2 separate regions of the Pan troglodytes genome follow, and region 2 is linked to region 1. The links are chromatin contacts, called in public HiChIP or PLAC-seq maps. All regions are on one chromosome and are shown on one strand. Each heading gives the region's core, a stretch centred on a gene start, on an enhancer-like site or on the middle of the called end of the contact. The rest is flanking DNA. Distances are from core to core; before and after follow the strand shown.

Evidence for each region. HiChIP or PLAC-seq counts read pairs in DNA pulled down with a chosen protein or histone mark.
Region 2: a contact with region 1 is called in an H3K4me3 HiChIP or PLAC-seq map of stem cell-derived excitatory neurons, with 16 times the contacts expected there. The contact joins the promoter of SPATS1 here to the promoter of TMEM151B in region 1. A contact is called at or near these places in 5 of 7 Hi-C or Micro-C datasets (blood, induced pluripotent stem cells, a lymphoblastoid cell line and 1 more), 1 of 1 datasets of contacts at active chromatin or transcription factors (stem cell-derived excitatory neurons) and 1 of 1 other capture datasets (stem cell-derived neural stem cells).

The regions. Positions count from the first base shown.
Region 1 is chr5:50,162,282-50,170,228 of NHGRI_mPanTro3-v2.0_pri, forward strand. It overlaps TMEM151B (transmembrane protein 151B), which reads left to right and starts at 4,483. Exons shown (of 3, transcript XM_016955619.3): 1 at 4,483-4,910; 2 at 7,067-7,507. The coding sequence starts at 4,776. It overlaps NFKBIE (NFKB inhibitor epsilon), which reads right to left and starts at 662. Exons shown (of 6, transcript XM_518507.8): 1 at 1-662.
Region 2 is chr5:50,235,782-50,243,728 of NHGRI_mPanTro3-v2.0_pri, forward strand. SPATS1 (spermatogenesis associated serine rich 1) reads left to right here and starts at 3,807. Exons shown (of 9, transcript XM_518511.8): 1 at 3,807-3,939; 2 at 4,275-4,413. The coding sequence starts at 4,275.

The DNA of each region.
Region 1 (7,947 bases), core at 3,233-5,732:
ACAAGTAGAGACGGGGGTCTCGCCACGTTGCCCAGGCTGGTCTCGAACTCCTGGGTTCAAGCGATCTGCCTGCCTCGGACTACCAAAGTGCTGGGATTACAGGCTGTGAGCCACCGGGCCCGGATCATTCATTTGTTTTAAAAGAAATATCTATTAATTGTCTGTACAAGCTGGCATCTTTGGGGGGAGGGCATGTAGGCGATGGGATGGGGAAGCACTGCTTCCTATCCCCTGCCCATTTATCTCAATTTCTCTTGCTTTCTCATCTTTCCCTATCAGTGCCCAGGGGTACGGGTAGGGAAAGGGGACTCCCATTATCTTACAGGAGCAGTTCTCCTGGGTCCTGGAAGACAGTCTCCTGTGTCAACGTCCCACATCACATGGAATTGGGCATGAAAATGTTTTTTTGGAAAGAGCCTCTTCTCAGGGAAACTGTTGTCTAAAAAGCAAAGTTGTTGTGGAGTTTCTTCTTCCTCAAAGGGTGAAACCCTGGCCTTGGGTAGTTACAGTTTCTGGTCAACCCCAGCAGTCAAGGAAGTGGGGTCAGGTTGGGGAGGCCCCAGACATGCTGGGTTGCACTCTGCTCAGGTCCCCAACACAGCCCCAATCTTAGTCCCAAAACATCTTTCCTCTTTCACTGTCCCTGGGCCTAGGAAGGCCGTGGGAGCACCCTACTACAAGTGAGCCCTAAGCCCATGCTCCATGATTTATTCCCTCATTCCTCCCCACTATTCCAAGTGCTATCAGTCTAACGCCAGCAATGCCCTTAGAGGGTTATCCCCAAGGGAACATGTAGCTTTTCCATCTCCAGCATTGGGGAAAGGAAGGTGGATGAGTGTAGACAGCAACGTTTTGCAGGGGGGAGGCCAGCTTTCCCACGGCCCTTCCCCTGCAACCTCATTTTATTCATCCATCATTCACCTACTTGACAAACATGTATGGAAGGTCTCCTGTAATGTCTGACGTTGTTCTTTCTACTGGAAGCAAAACTGACTATCACAGTAATAACCAATAACCACCCCCCATGACCAACAAAAAAATCCCATGGTCCTAAAAAAGCTCCTTGGCAATTACAGCTCAGAGTGGTTGGGATAAGACAGAAGTGAGAACAGGGTGTTGTGGGGGCACACAGTGGGGCCAGCTACTCAGTGGGGTGAGAGGCAAGGAAGCTTCCATTTGAACTGAGAATGGGAAGGGAAGAGAGATAGTGAGAGGAGAAGGACCTAGTCTGTGGGGGGTGATTGGAGGCAGAAGAGTTGGGGGAGGGCCGAGGGGAGAAGATGGCCCACTGTTCTTCAACCCCATGTAGGACCAGAGTGGGAAAGACGTAATGAGCATGAAGCCCAGTGAGGAGCCACGAGGGGAAAGGCCTGGGAAATTGAAGCATCTCCTTCCCTTGAGTCAGCATGATTTCAGATGTTCTCAGTCTCCTCCCCTGACATGTTCCTCTCCAGTCCTCAAAGCCTGCAGCAAAAGTATAGTAATAAACTCCAGACCCAGACCAACTGGGTTCAAAATTTGGCCGAGCGCGGTGGCTCACACCTGTAATCACGCCTATAAACTTTGAGAGGCTGAGGTGGGTGGATCATTTGAGGTCAGGAGTTCAAGACTGGCCTGGCCAACATGGCGAAACCTCATCTCTACTAAAAATACAAAAAGTAGCTGGGCCTGGTGGCACATGCCTGTAATTAATCCCAGCTACTTGGGAGGCTAAGGCAGGAGAATCACTTGAGGGTGGAGGTTGCAGTGAGCTGAGATCACACCACTGCACTCCAGCCTGGGCAACAGAGTGAGACTCAGTCTAAAAACAAAAACAAAAACAAAAAAATCCACACGAAATCTGACACTATCATCCCCATTTTAATGTTGGGAAACTGAGGCCCAGAGAGGTGAGTTGACTTGCTCAAGTTAAAATAGAAAGTGCAGAGATGGCTTCTCATCTAATCCAAAACTTTTACATATTTTTTAGTGGAACCTTCTTTTCTTTATCAAGAGGTAAACCACATAGGGTGGCAGTGTCTGAGCCCTCTGCAAGGATGTAAGAACTCAGGAGTGTGCAAGGACCTCCTTTTTATTCATACAGAGGCTGAATTTAAGGAAAAACCCACTTAACCCAGCCAGGTGTTTGGCTCTGAGCCAGAACAGGTGTGTGGCAGTCCCTTTTATGGCCACATGAGGTCAGCATTGAGTCACCCACTGGCCCCACTACCAGAGCTTGCACTCTTGACAGGAATCCTTTCCAACACTCCAGGAATGGGGAGGGGGACCATTGCAGTGTTATCTGAAAGGGTGACCTGGGGACTTTGACTTAGGCCACAGCATGGTTAGGGACCTGACCTCGCCTCCTCAGCTCCAGTCTTCTCTGAGGCTGGGCCCCTCGTCTTTCTCTCTGTTGTTTTCTGGTTCCCTTTGTGCCCCCACTCCCCACGTGCCCCCACTCCCCACCTCCACCCACCCCAGCTAGGCTCATCTTCAGGAAACAGGACTGGTTTCCATGGTGACCAGCCGGTCAGCTGGCTCCTTCCACCGCCCCCTCCTTCACCCCCCTTTCTTGTAGCTTCCAGGGAAGGGTACTGTGTGTGAATGGAGAAGGCAGGGGTAGCCTTTTGTCTCTTGGGAGCTCTAGGGTTGGCCAAAAAGAGCTAAACTGTCCCTCCTCCAAAGCCCTTTGAAGTGGAGACAGGAAGGCAGTGGGGGTGGGTGTCAAGAGGAAGATTATGGCGCCTAAATGGGGAGCACGAGAGGATCCTCTGTGGGTTTGGAAAGGCCAAGGTTAGGGGCTCTGCTCTCTGTGGGGGAAGGGGTTGAAACTGGAACAAGAGGGGCTGGAGTTAGCTGTGAGGCCAGCTTCCCAAAAAGCATGGGCAGGAGATGCTGGAATGAACCACCAAGTGAGATTCTGCCTCTGCCAAGGGAGTGAACCAGACCCCCGCCTCTTCTGGACAGCCGCCTTCCTCTGGGCAGGGAGAATGGACCCATCAACCTGGAGAGGACCATGCAGGCTGGATAGCTCTAAGCAATAGGTGGACAGAGAGCCACCTTCACCTCACCTGGAAAGGGAAGAGTAGTAAAATGAAGGCCGGACCAGGAGTGGGACTAGAGGGGTGGGAGCAGTGGCTCTCCTGTCCCCAACAAGGGGAAGGAACATACTGGGCAGATCAGTGTGTTTGTACCCTATCCCCCAAAATCAGACATCGAGGCTTTGCCCCAAACTAACTTCCTACCCACAAATATTCCCCATAGATTTTGAGTGGGAAAGATCTGAATTCTAGGACTAGCTCTGTGAGTGCTAGCAGGTGACCTTGAGTAAGCCATTCACTCTCCCTCTGCCTTGGTTCCCTGTGAGTAATTGGGGAGAACAGTTACTGTATGTCAAAGACTCTAATGACACATAGTAGGATTCCACAGTGACTGTGTATGCACAAGATTGATCATGCATGGCTTTTATTATATTCTTCATAATGGTTGTTTTTCATGTTCTTTTCTCCCCATTAGAATTTGTGCTCATGTTCTTTTCTCCCCATTAGACTTTGTGCTCCTTGCAGGAAGGAAACTGTGTTTCATTTCTGTACTGGGCACACAATAGGTACCCAACACCTGTTTACTGAATGGAGACATCCAGAAATGAATGAATGAATAAATGTCAGGGTCCTTCCTGCTGTGCCAGGGGATACAGGGAAAAGCAGTGTGGGGTGGATGGCCTGAAAGGATAGGCTGCCTGCAGTGGCTCAGCCTGGCCTGCTTCCTATACCTACAAGTCAGAGCCTTAGAAATTGTCCAGTCAACTTCCTCACTGCACAGATGAAGAAATTAAGGCTCAGAGAGAGGAAGGCACTTGCCCAAGGTCACATAACTCCTTAATGACAGATACAGAATTCAGAATTAGAACTCAGGTTTCCTGCCCTCCAGCCTAGGGTATTGCACACACTTCACTGCTTCTCTGGAGCTGTTCTTTTAGGGAAGAAAGATGGTTCAGTGAAGGCCAGTTCCAATGCCCTCCCCTCTGCCCTCTGTTAGTCCTTTCCCACATCTAGCTTCAATCTCTTCCCTTTCCCCCTATTCCATTCCTCTGGAAGTCTAGCTTCTGCCTTAACCCTTCACCACGCAACTGGGAGTAAGGATCTTCCCTAGGGTTCCAAGAATCAATTTCCTCTCCCCACTCCTCTGCCCTGGGAACTTGGGGGAACCAGAGATGTGTGTGTGTGTGTGTGGGGGGGGTGCTGTTGGTTGAACCTCGGGCACCCAGTCCACGGAGAACAGATGGAGAGGGGTTGCGGCACAGATTCTCCCAGGATAGGAGCGCGGGAGGGAGGTGCAGTGAGCAGGGCTGGGAGCGGGGAAGAGGTGTGGGGAGTCCCTGTTGCTTTACCCCTTCGGGGGGTGGTTATTAGGTAGGCTTGGGAAGGCGGAGTTTGGGGGGCTGGGGGCGGGGCTCGGCTGCGCCGGCAGGAAAGGGGGGGCGCGCTGGCTCCAGCTCGGCTCAGACAAAAGGCGGCGGCGGGAGCGGGCGGGAGGCGGAGCGGCGCCGCGAGGGCCTCAAGGTGACACCCGCCCCTGGCCCCGGCCCCCCCCGGCCCGGCCCCCCAGCCTGCCTCCCACCCTCAGCCCCCAGCCCCTTACTCCCGGTGCCCTTTCCGGGCCCCCTCCCCCGGCGGGGGGTGGGGAGCAGCGAGGGCCCCGCCCCCTCCCGTCCTCTCCCCAGGGCCCGCGCAGGATGCCCCCGGCCCCTGGCAGCCCCCCGGGAGGTCCTGAGCTCGACGCGCCCCCTCTACGCCATGTCCCCCCCTGGCTCGGCCGCGGGAGAGAGCGCCGCCGCCGGCGGCGGCGGCGGTGGCGGCCCCGGGGTCTCGGAGGAGCTCACGGCGGCGGCGGCAGCGGCGGCGGCGGACGAGGGCCCCGCCCGAGAGGAGGTGAGAGTCTAGGGCGCCCCTTCCCCAGGCGCGGCCGCAGCCTGGCCCCCCATCCCCCATCGCACGCGTCCCCCGCTGGTTCCGCCGCAGCGCGGCCGGCGCCCCGCACCCCGAGCCGGCCGCTGCAGCCGCAGTCGGCGCCGCCGCCCCCACCCGGCGGCCGGAGCTGTCCGCGGTGCCGGGGAAGGGGCCGCGCCGGGGGCGGGGCTCAGGGGTCCCGGGCAGGGGGAGGGGCCTAGGGGCGGAGCCTCGCGGACCCTGGGCTTATGAGAGTGGGGGCTATGCTCTCCCGGGGTGGGGACGGTGGCGGGGATCCTGTCTCACAGAGGGGGATGCTACCTTGAAGGCCAGGAAGGGCGACTTGTACGGGCTACAGAACGAGGAGGGTACCATGGGGAAGTGGTGGTGGTACCTGATCTGGGACCCTAAGGAGGTCAGATGTGTACAGGGGGGTCCCGCCTGTGGTCATTGGGAGTGTGTGTGTGTGTGTGTGTGGGTGGGGGGGTGTGCACCTCTCTCTCACGAGGCTCCTGCTGCTTCCTCATATCCCTAGTTGGGGTCCCTAGTACTCAGTCCTCTGAACCTGAAGACAAAGAGACGGAGGAAAGTACCAGGAGCACCCCCACTCCAGCCTCCCATACACACTTGTGCACACGCATGCACCCTGTACTAGGGCAGAGGCACACAAGCGGGGATGGGCCTGCAGGTAAAGCCCCTTTCAGAGGTACCCACATGGGGACAAGCACATAACCAGGTAGGCACATGTACCCTAATCTCCTTGTCCACATGTACTGTGTGCTATTTCCTAGCTCGCCTAACTATCCATACTTCTAGATCCAGGGACCGATGCCTATTACTGTACCCTTCTTTTCCACTCTTTTCCTCTCTTTCCTGGCTGGCCTCTAGGTCAGGCCTGAGGAATTGAGGGGGTAAGTCAGGATCCCAGCAGGAGGTTGTGTGTGTGTGTGTGTGTGTGTGTGTGTGTGTGTGTGTGTGTGGTGGGGGATGGGTTCCTAAAGCTAGACAGTAGAGAGGAGGGGTGGGAAAACAGAGGCCACTACAAGAAATTAAACTCAACACTCAATTAGGATGTGGCTGCTGGGGGCCAGCACCATGGTAGGCACCTAGGATGCAAAGAGAATGAAGCATGGGCCCTCAGGAGTACCCAGTGTAGTGGGGAGCCAGACATGTAAACAACTCCTGGGCCAACCCTGGGACAGAATGTGCCAGGAGCTTTAACAGACAGGCTCCAGGAGAGTACCAAAAATAATTTTCTCTTGATAAATTGCTGGGCTTCAAACGTCGTCCTCGCTACCCCGGTCCCACATCCCCTATGCCTGTCCTCTCCTCAGCCACATGCCTCTGCCCTTCTGGATACCTCCTCCTGGACTGCCTGCCGCTCAGGGACCCCAGCCCCCTCCCTCCCATCCTAGGACAAAGGGAAGGATGTCAGGGTGCAGGAGGGAGACTCACAGGGGAACCAGGGTCCAGAACATGGGGAATGAGACAGGGCCTGGGGTTCTCTGGAGGCCCTTATCCAAAGGAGGTGTTAGGCTAATTGTGAGGGTTAGGGAGGTGGATGGGTCAGAGGGGAGTAGCTCCTCTAGAACCTAGGACTGAAAAAAATCTGGAAGTGAGGGCCCCACTTGTTAAGTGGGGAGGTGATGTCAGTGGGTCCCTCCCCCTTTTCTAGAGGACCTGGAAGGGGTCTGGGCTGGGGACCTGCCTTCGCTGATGCCTGTCTGTCTGTCCTCCCCTGTCTTCCCTGTCCACATCTTCTGTTTCATTGCCATTTTTGTGTTTGTCTTCGGATGCTCTCTGGGTACCATCCTATCCATCTGTGTTTGCTGCCTGGGCCTCTATCTCTGGCTCTGATCCTTCTCTGCCTCTTGGGGTGTCTCTCTCTGCACTTTCCTGTACTGGCATTCCGGTCCCCTTTCCTGTCCTCATGGCTTGCTCTGTGTCACTTCTGTTTCTACCTCTGGCCCCTGGCTCCCATCTTGGTCTCACCTTTTCTCTCCATATCCCTGTTTCTCTCTGCCTGTTATCTCTGGTGCTGGCCTCTGCCCCTCCATCCCCGTATCCATCTCTGTGCTGGGTCCTGCCTGCTCTCACTTCCCACTCATCTTGGCCCCTCTCCCTGCCCACCTGAGCAGCAGCGTCCCATCCAGCCCTCTTTCACCAAGTCCCTCTGCCGTGAGTCCCACTGGAAGTGCCTCCTGCTCTCGCTGCTCATGTACGGCTGCCTGGGGGCAGTGGCCTGGTGCCACGTCACCACAGTGACGCGCCTCACCTTCAGCAGCGCCTACCAGGGCAACAGCCTCATGTACCATGACAGCCCCTGCTCCAACGGCTATGTCTACATCCCCCTGGCCTTCCTGCTCATGTTGTACGCCGTCTACCTGGTGGAGTGTTGGCACTGCCAAGCCCGCCATGAGCTGCAGCACCGTGTTGATGTGAGCAGTGTGCGGGAGCGTGTGGGCCGCATGCAGCAAGCCACGCCCTGCATCTGGTGGAAGGCCATCAGCTACCACTATGTCCGCCGCACCCGCCAGGTCACCAGATACCGCAATGGAGACGCCTATACCACCACCCAGGTGAGGAGCTGGTGGGGAGTGCAGGACATTCAACATGGGAGGTGGCACTTACGTGCTGCCTCACTCCCTCCCCACCTCCCTGGGGGGGAGGTGGGAGGAGCAAAAGGCAGCAGTGAGCTCCCATGAGCATTGCAACAGCAGGGCAATAGCCAACAACCATAATCATAACAGCAAAAACCGACCAGGAGCCAGGCTCTACTCTAAGTATTTTACACACATCAAATCATTTATTTAACCCTCATAACAACCCTATGATGTAGGCAGGTATTCCCATTTTGCAGATGAGGAAACTGAGGCCTGGAGAGTTTAAGTAATGTGTCTAAGGTCAAATAGGCAGTATGTGGTGGAGATGAGACTTGAACTCAAGCAATCTGGCTCCAGGATCTATATACTGTTTAGTGCTTAATGGATCTACTTAGTGATTAATGGCAGAGTGTGGT
Region 2 (7,947 bases), core at 2,557-5,056, 73 kb after region 1:
CTCGAGGCTTTTTTTTTTTTTTACCAATGTCTCTGACCCTAGGCAATTAAATAATACCATCCTTCTAGGCTCAAGTTTCTTTCTCCAGCAGGCACTTTTTGTCCTGCCAAGACTCAAGAGGAATGGCGTAGAGTTTATTTGAGTTTATCTTTCTCCCTCTGCTGTCTGGTTTCCTCTAATCTCTGGGCTCTTGATTCTTATGGCTGCCCCAGCTGCTCTCAAGGGTCTGGGGTTGCGGGAGCCAGGGGAGAACCAGAACCAACGGTTCCTATCCAGTGCCTGGCCCCCTGCTTCCACCCCCGCCTCACTGTCTATCATTCCTTCCCAGAGCCAAGCTCCCAGCTACTGAAAGCGAAGTGGGGTCCTTCAGGGAGAAGGAGCAAAGGGGAAGGGAGGGGGTTAAAGTTCAGCCCACCCTCCTCTGGCTTCACCATGAAACCTGCTAGAAGTATTTGTCCTTCATGATTAAGTTGAATAACATAAATTTGCTGATATGCAACTATGTTTCACCTACATAACCAGAAATTTTATATAGTTCAGTGGAAAACTTCACACGTAAACCCTGTGCGTGTTTGTGGTGGCCTGGAGCCCCAGGTTTCCTGAGCTCATTCAGACCCAGGAGAGCCAGGCTTGTGGAACATCAGGATCCCGGACTGTAAAGCTGAAAGGAGGGCCCTAAAGCTGGAGAAACAGTTGAGTTGACCTTAAGGACCTGGGACCACCGCCCCTCCCTGCATCAGGCCTCTATGTTCCTGCACAGGTGCTGCGGTAACCTCCAGGCTGGGCTTGGTTTGGGGTGCTCAGACAGGGGACAGCAAGGGAACACTGAGGAAGGCCTTCTTCTTGCCCAACTGTGCTCACCCTCCCGGCTATACAGACAAGATTTTCTGGGACCTTCAGGAACCTCAGTCTTCTGGGGACATCTAGCATCCTCCCCTCGCCTCTGCTGCTGAACTCTGGTTGTGGGGCTGCTGTGCACAGGAAGCTTCAGGTGCCAATCCTGGGAACACACTGGCCGTGCGTTGGGGCCAAGCTGATCAGAGGCAGCTCCACGGCCTTGAGAACACTTTAGCTGGCTCCAGTGCCTCGCCAAACCTTGGGCACAGCTGCCAGGGCAGGCCTGGTGTGACAGGCATCTAAAACTTGCCCAAGGAGTGAGGGCAAGGTGGCCTGGGAGGTTTTAAGCTGCAGAGTAAGGGAAGGCTTGTGAGTCACAGTTCACAGGACTCACTAAGGATGAGAAAGTTTCCCTTCTGTGATTCACTCGCCTGCCTTGCAAAATCACCTGACCAACAGATAGATCTTGATATCTTGGAACCTGGTGGTTCAGGTTAGAAACCTGGACTCTTTCCTCCTAGGAGGATGCAAGCAAGAGAGGGAGGGGCTCAGCTCAGACCATTGTAATCATCCATCCATCCACCCACCCACTCACTCATTTATTCATTCATTAAATAAATGGTTATTGAGCATTTATATGTGCCAGGCACTGTGCTAGTTGCTTGGCGTACAGCAGTGGACAAAACAGACAAAAATCTCTGCCTTCCTGGTGAGGCAGCCTCTTGAGTCAAGCCATTAATAACTAACTATGCTGTTGCCCAGCTAACATTTCTATTAAAAAACTGTTACCTCTCCTACCGTGGGATAAAGAGATAACATGTTTTTTAAACTTCGATAAGGGGAAATGCTCAGGATATGCAGCCATCCTTCTGTATCCCTGGGGTATTTGTTCTAGGACTCCCCTCCCACACCAAAATCGAGCATATCAAGGATGTTCAAGTCCCTTTTACAAAATGGCATAGTATTTGCATATAACTTATGCAAATCCTCCTGTACGGTACTTCAAATCATCCCTAGATTATTTATAATACCTAAAGCAATGTAAATGCTATGTAAATTGTTGCTATACTTTGCTGTTTTTATCTGTATTATTTTAAATTTTTATATATTTTTTAATATTTTCAATCTGTAGTTGGTCATATCTGTGGATCCAAAACCCTTAGATATGGAGGGCTAACTTTTTTTTTTTTTTGAGATGGAGTCTCACTCTCTTGTCCAGGATGGAGTGCAGTGGCATGATCTCAGTTCACTGCAACCTCTGCCTCCCGGGTTCAAGCAGTTCTCCTTCAGCACCCCAAATAACTGGGATTACAGGTGCCTGCCACCACGCCTGGCTAATTTTTTTTTTTTTTTTTTTTTTTTTGTATTTTTAGTAGAGACGGGTTTCATCATGATGGCCAGGCTGGTCTTGAACTCCTGATCTCAAGTGATCCACCCACCTCGGCCTCCCAAAGTGCTGGGATTATGGGATTATGGGCCTGAGCCACAGCCCCCAGCCATCAACTATAATCTTAAATTTTAAAAGCCCAATATAAGAGATATCTATATCTATATCTATCTATCTATCTATCTATCTATCTATCTATCTATCTATCTATCTATATCTATCTATTATCTATCTATCTATCTATCTATCTATCTATCTATCTATCTATCTATAATATGTTAACATATTTGTGCACAGAAAAAGGGTAGAGAGGAAGCAGCCCCTAAATATCAGCAGGGGTGTAAATCACTAGGGGTATATGACATACATGTGCATAGAAAAAGGACAAGGAATAACCCCTAAATATCAGTAGGGGAGATTGTATTTTCTAGGAGGGCCACAAGATCCCCTGTCCCCTGTGCTCTTCATACAGTATGACCATGATGGAGAGGTGTGATCTAAGTTCCCTCTCCATGCATTTGTGACTATGGAGGCAATACAACTTCTGCCTGGTCCTCCTGGGATGCTCACGTTGGAAACTCAGACACTGGTGTGAGAAAGCACATGGAAATGCCACACATGGGTGAACTGGCGCTAACCCTGCTGACCTCAACTGACAACCAGCATCAATCACCAGACACATGAGTGAGGAAGCTCCTCTGTGACCTCTGACTGAGACCCTGTGAGAGACCCCAAGCATGAACAGCCTAGCTTAGCCTAGCCAACCACCAGGATCAGAAATTAAAAATGAATGTTGTTGTTTAAAACAACAGAGTTTGAGGGTGATTTGTTATATAGCAATAGCTATCCAGAAAAAAAGTATTTAACTTCTGTATGGTGAGATCATGGATATTAATAATACTTTTCCATATTTTCCAATATTTCTATAATGACCATTTATTTCTCTTATAATCAGTAACAAAAGAAGGGAAAACTTGGTCTAAACACGAATTTAGGGACTTAAACTAGACTTGGAGAAAAGCTTTCTATGCAAGATTTATTAGATACTGGAAAGGATGAGGAAGACAAATTTAAGTCAATATGATGGAAAGAGTGGTGGATTTGGAATGAGGAAACTTAGAAATGAATCTGTTTTCTGGGTGACCTTGAGCAAGCCTTTGCTAAAATTTGGTTTTCTATTTTGAAAAACGCAGCTGGCTGTTTAAGGAAGATAATATCCACCAGGGCGCCTGGCCCAGAAAAGGCGCTCTGTAAGTGGTAGGTGGATCCTGTCTAATCAATGCCAATTATAACCAGGCATCTGCAAGCTTTGTGGAGGGCGCATCTTTCACTGCTACCAGAGCCTACAGTTCTAATAATGAAAATTGCCTGGAAAAGAACCACAACTCTTAAAAAAAAAAAAAAATCCAAAACCACAAAGTGGCTTTTGCAGAGGTCCTTGCCTGTGACACCGGGCCATAGCTGGAGCTCCTTGCTCCGCACCTCTCGGGAGCCTCCATCCTGTACCAATGGCCAGAGAGCCGGGGAGTGACAGACAGTGGGGCCGGCAGCCGAGCCAGGCAGGATGCGCGCCGCGTTACTGGAGCCGGTGTCCCGGCAACCCCGGAACGCGCCTCTGTGGGAGAAGCAGGCGGCCGCGGTGTCCCTTTTGCCCTAGGCTCTCGGTTCTCAGCCCTCGGCGTGCGGCGTGCGTTCGGCAGTTCAGTTGCCAGTTGGTTCGTTGGTCCGTGGAGGCCTCTGAGCACAGACCCGGGCCTCCCCTGGGGAAGGGGGTGGGAAGACCCCGAGGTGGAAAAGAAGGAGCACCTTGAGCTGGATGGGGGGTGCAGCGAGCCTGGTTCGGGCTGGGGGCGGACTCGCTGGGGCTCCCAGGGCTTCCAAACTACGAAACGCCCAGGTGGAGGGAGTGAGGCTCCCGTTTAGAGGCCAGTCCTGCCCTCCTGACTTTCGGTGGCTTGTGGAATTTGTTTGTTTTGACTGATACCTTTCTTACGAGGGTCTTTCTTTGTCTCTGGGTTGCTTCTAATATTTAAAATCAACATGGGCACAGATGAGTCCATCCATGCTCACTGGAAACGGTCCACGGGGCTGCCGTCTCCCCTCCATCTCAAGCGCGACCTGCGGCAGACAGCTGGAGAAGGTTCCAGAAAAAAGGGACTCTGGCATGACCGAGGTGGAGAGGACCTACAGTTGAGTTCTAAGAAATCCGGGCTGTGGAGTTGGTGGCCACATCCAAGTATACTACACCCGGGGGCGGGGGCAGGTGGGGGGCACCATTTGAAGTTTAGAAGGAAGCTAGTTTGGGGGCATGTAAAAAGAGCTGCTTGAATAGTAGCTTATGTTTGTGCTAACCCAAGATTTGATTAGGCAGAGAGCGCCACCAAAGCAGAGTCTCATAAATTACCTCACTGGATCTCACAGCAGTGGAGAAGTATATTACCTATGAGTAAAGGGAGCCAGAGATTTGACCTGCCCAGTGCTTGGGTTAATAAAAGGTGAGCCTGGGATTTGACATGAGCCTGGGATTTGACATGAGTCTGCCATACTTTCGAGCCTGTGTCCTTTCATCTTTCCTTTGCTCAGATATTAGTAGGTTTGTGTCATTGTTTACTGGATGGGACAGTTCAGGTGAGAATTATGAACACTCTAAAAATTAAATAATGGCTGGTAGCTCCATAATTGGTTAAGGCCGAGGAGGGTATTTGGGGGCACGTTTGCCTTTGGAGAACAGTGTCATGGCGCCGAACAGCCACAGTCTCCCAGAAAAGCTCAGAGTGCGCCTGCGCTCAAGTTCTCATTTACCTGTTATGGGTGAGTGGCCTGAGTGCTGCAAAAAGGGGTCGTGAAATATCCAGACTTTGCTGGATCAGATCTTAGCTTTCTCCCTGGTCTTCTGTATTCTGGGTGTGTGATCTCCTCATTCTCCTTCACAGTGGGGAGAAAGGAGGGAGGTACAACTTATTCCACCCAGCTATTAATATAAGCTAGGACCGTAGAGAAGGAGGAGCTGGAGGAGTTAGAGCTATTAATTGTCCAAGTGTGTCTGGAACAGCAAGGAGAAAAGGGTTCTGGGATTCTAACTTTAAGTTCCAGACCTTCCTGCAGTTTCCAGTTTGGGGTAAAGGAAGAAGCTGCTGTTTTAAGGATGTCCTAGGGAGGATCCATGTTTTCGAGTTAGGGGTACCAGAAGGGTACCAGGTCCCATACCACATTAATGAAAGACCCATGGTGTCCTTTCCTGCTGTGTAGGTGAGTCTATTCAGGAGAATACATCTGAGTTTAGCTTAACATGGAGTCTATGGATTTCAGCAAGGAAGGGGCTCCACAAACCAATTGAAGATACGTGTGTGTGTGTGTGTGTGTGCATTTTTCCATCAGAGAACCGATTGCTTTCATTACTGCTCATGGGGGAGAGGATAGAATCAAAAAACTGGTTAAAAACTTCTGTCCTTGATCCTTAGGCCCCTTGTGAAGCAGATAAGCAGGGGTGGGAAATAGTGTTTGGTTAAATGAGTATCCATGTTAAACAAACATGGCTTGATGTATTATTTTTCTCCCTGCCAGACAGAGCTATTATGACAATCAGCTGAGATGACAAACATATGAAAGTGCTTTGGTTATGTAAGGTGTTATTCCTGCCTAAAAAAAATGGAAATAATTATCCTGAATTCCACAGATGGCAATAAAGAAACAGACTTTCTTCCAAATTCTCTTTTTTCCCTTGAATTCCTTTCTGGTTACCAGAACCTTCTCTTGGCCTTTAATTACATCATTTCTTCTTATTTTTCAGTGTTTTAGAAACTTGTTAGAATTTTCTGACTTCTGGCTTACTTGACATTTATTGCACTTGAATAACAATTTTCATGATAAATGGTGAAACTTTCAAGCAGGGTGTATCTCCTTAGTGTGTTTGTCTCCCCACAGCCTTCTGAGCTAGATGGGGGAGAGGGCAGCCACTGGGAGCTGCGCGTGGAGAAGTAATTGACTTGCTCGGAGTAGCTGGATGGTACTCTATGCAGTGGGAGCATCAATATTAGTATTAGCGTCAGTATTAGTAAGTGTTCAGGCTTGCAATTCCAGCTTCTCTTCCAGCTAATCTTCTTTTACCAGGGGAGGGGCGGGGAGGCATCTTGAGGACATGTTTAAGTGTCTCCAGCTCAAGTTTGAGGTTGAGTTACCCTTAGGAAGATGCCGTAGTCAGCTTGATCTAGAGAGTGTGCTGTTTGCCAGTTTAGCAAGAGATTGCTCTTCCCATCCTTGTCCATCAGACAAGCTTTCCCCATTATAGTGGCCACAGGCCACTTTCTAGAGTGCTGCTGCCACAAAACTTTTCAAGCAAGCAAGGAAGTGTGCTAAAGTTTTAGGTGTGTTTCACTGCTCGCTGCTTAGGGAAATGCAGTACATTTACATTTTGCTCCTAACACAAACAAAAAGCTTGGGAAAGGACCCTCTCTGATACCATCCATAGAGCCAACCAATTCTTGCTTGGGTGAACTCTCAAGTCCTATAGTGGCAATATACAATTAAAATGTTTACATGCTATGAAAGGCAGCCACTGTTAAAACCTATGGCCAAAAATTACCATAAGTAAATCTTACCGTAAATACCTCAGAACTCACATGCAAGTATTGACATAGAGGACATCTTTGGCCTTGATTTCAGTTCATTCACATATGTGAATCCATTCTACATCTCCAAACATGCATTTCATGCCTTTTTCATAGATACATTTCTAGATGTAGAACTATTGAGTCAAATGATATGCACTTCTCATAGGCTTCGGAAGTCATATATGGCCAAATTGCTCTTCAGTAAGATGGGGACATTCCCACCAGCAATGATAGGAATGCCATTCCTCCAAGCTGTGCCAAACCTGGGTGTTTGCAAACGGATAACAAATAATGGTATCTCATTTTAAATTCCGTTCTTCAATTATTTGGATGGGGCCACGTACAGTGGCTCATGCCTGTAATCCCAGCACTTTTGAGGTGGGTGGATCACTTGAGCTCAGGAGTTTGAGACCAGCCTGGGCAACATGGTGAGACCCCATCTCTACAAAAAATACAACAACAATAAAAAAATAGCTGGACATGCTGGTGTGTGCCTATGGTCCCAGCTACTTGGGAGGCTGGGGTGGGAGCATCACTTGAGTCCTACGGGCAGAGGCTGCAGTGAACCGAGATCACTCCAGCCTGGGTGACAGAGCAAGACCCTGTCTCAAAAAAAAAAAAAACCCCACAAAATAACCACCCACTCCCCCAAACCCAATTATTAGGATGGATGAAATTTCCCCCAAATACATATTGGCTATTTGTATGTGTTATTTTGTTTTATCTTATTCTGAGATGGGGTCTCACTCTGTCACCCAGGTTGGAGTGCAGTGGTACGATCAGGGCTCACTGCAGACTCGACCTCTCCAGCTCAAGCAGTCCTCATGTCAGCCTCCCAAGTAGCTGGGACCACAGGTGTGCAACACCACGCCCAGCTAACTTTTTAGTTTTTTGTAGAGACCAGGTCTCCATATGTTGCCTAGGCAGGTCTTGAACTCCTAGCCTCAAGCAGTCTACCTGCCGCAGCCTCCCAAAGTGCTGAGATTGCAGGCATAAGCCACCTTGTCCAGCCTGTTTTTAAAAATAAGTTACCTGATCACATCTTTTGCCCTTTTTTTTTTCTTTTTGGATATTTATTTTCATCTTATAAATTTATAAAAGCTCAAGGAGTGT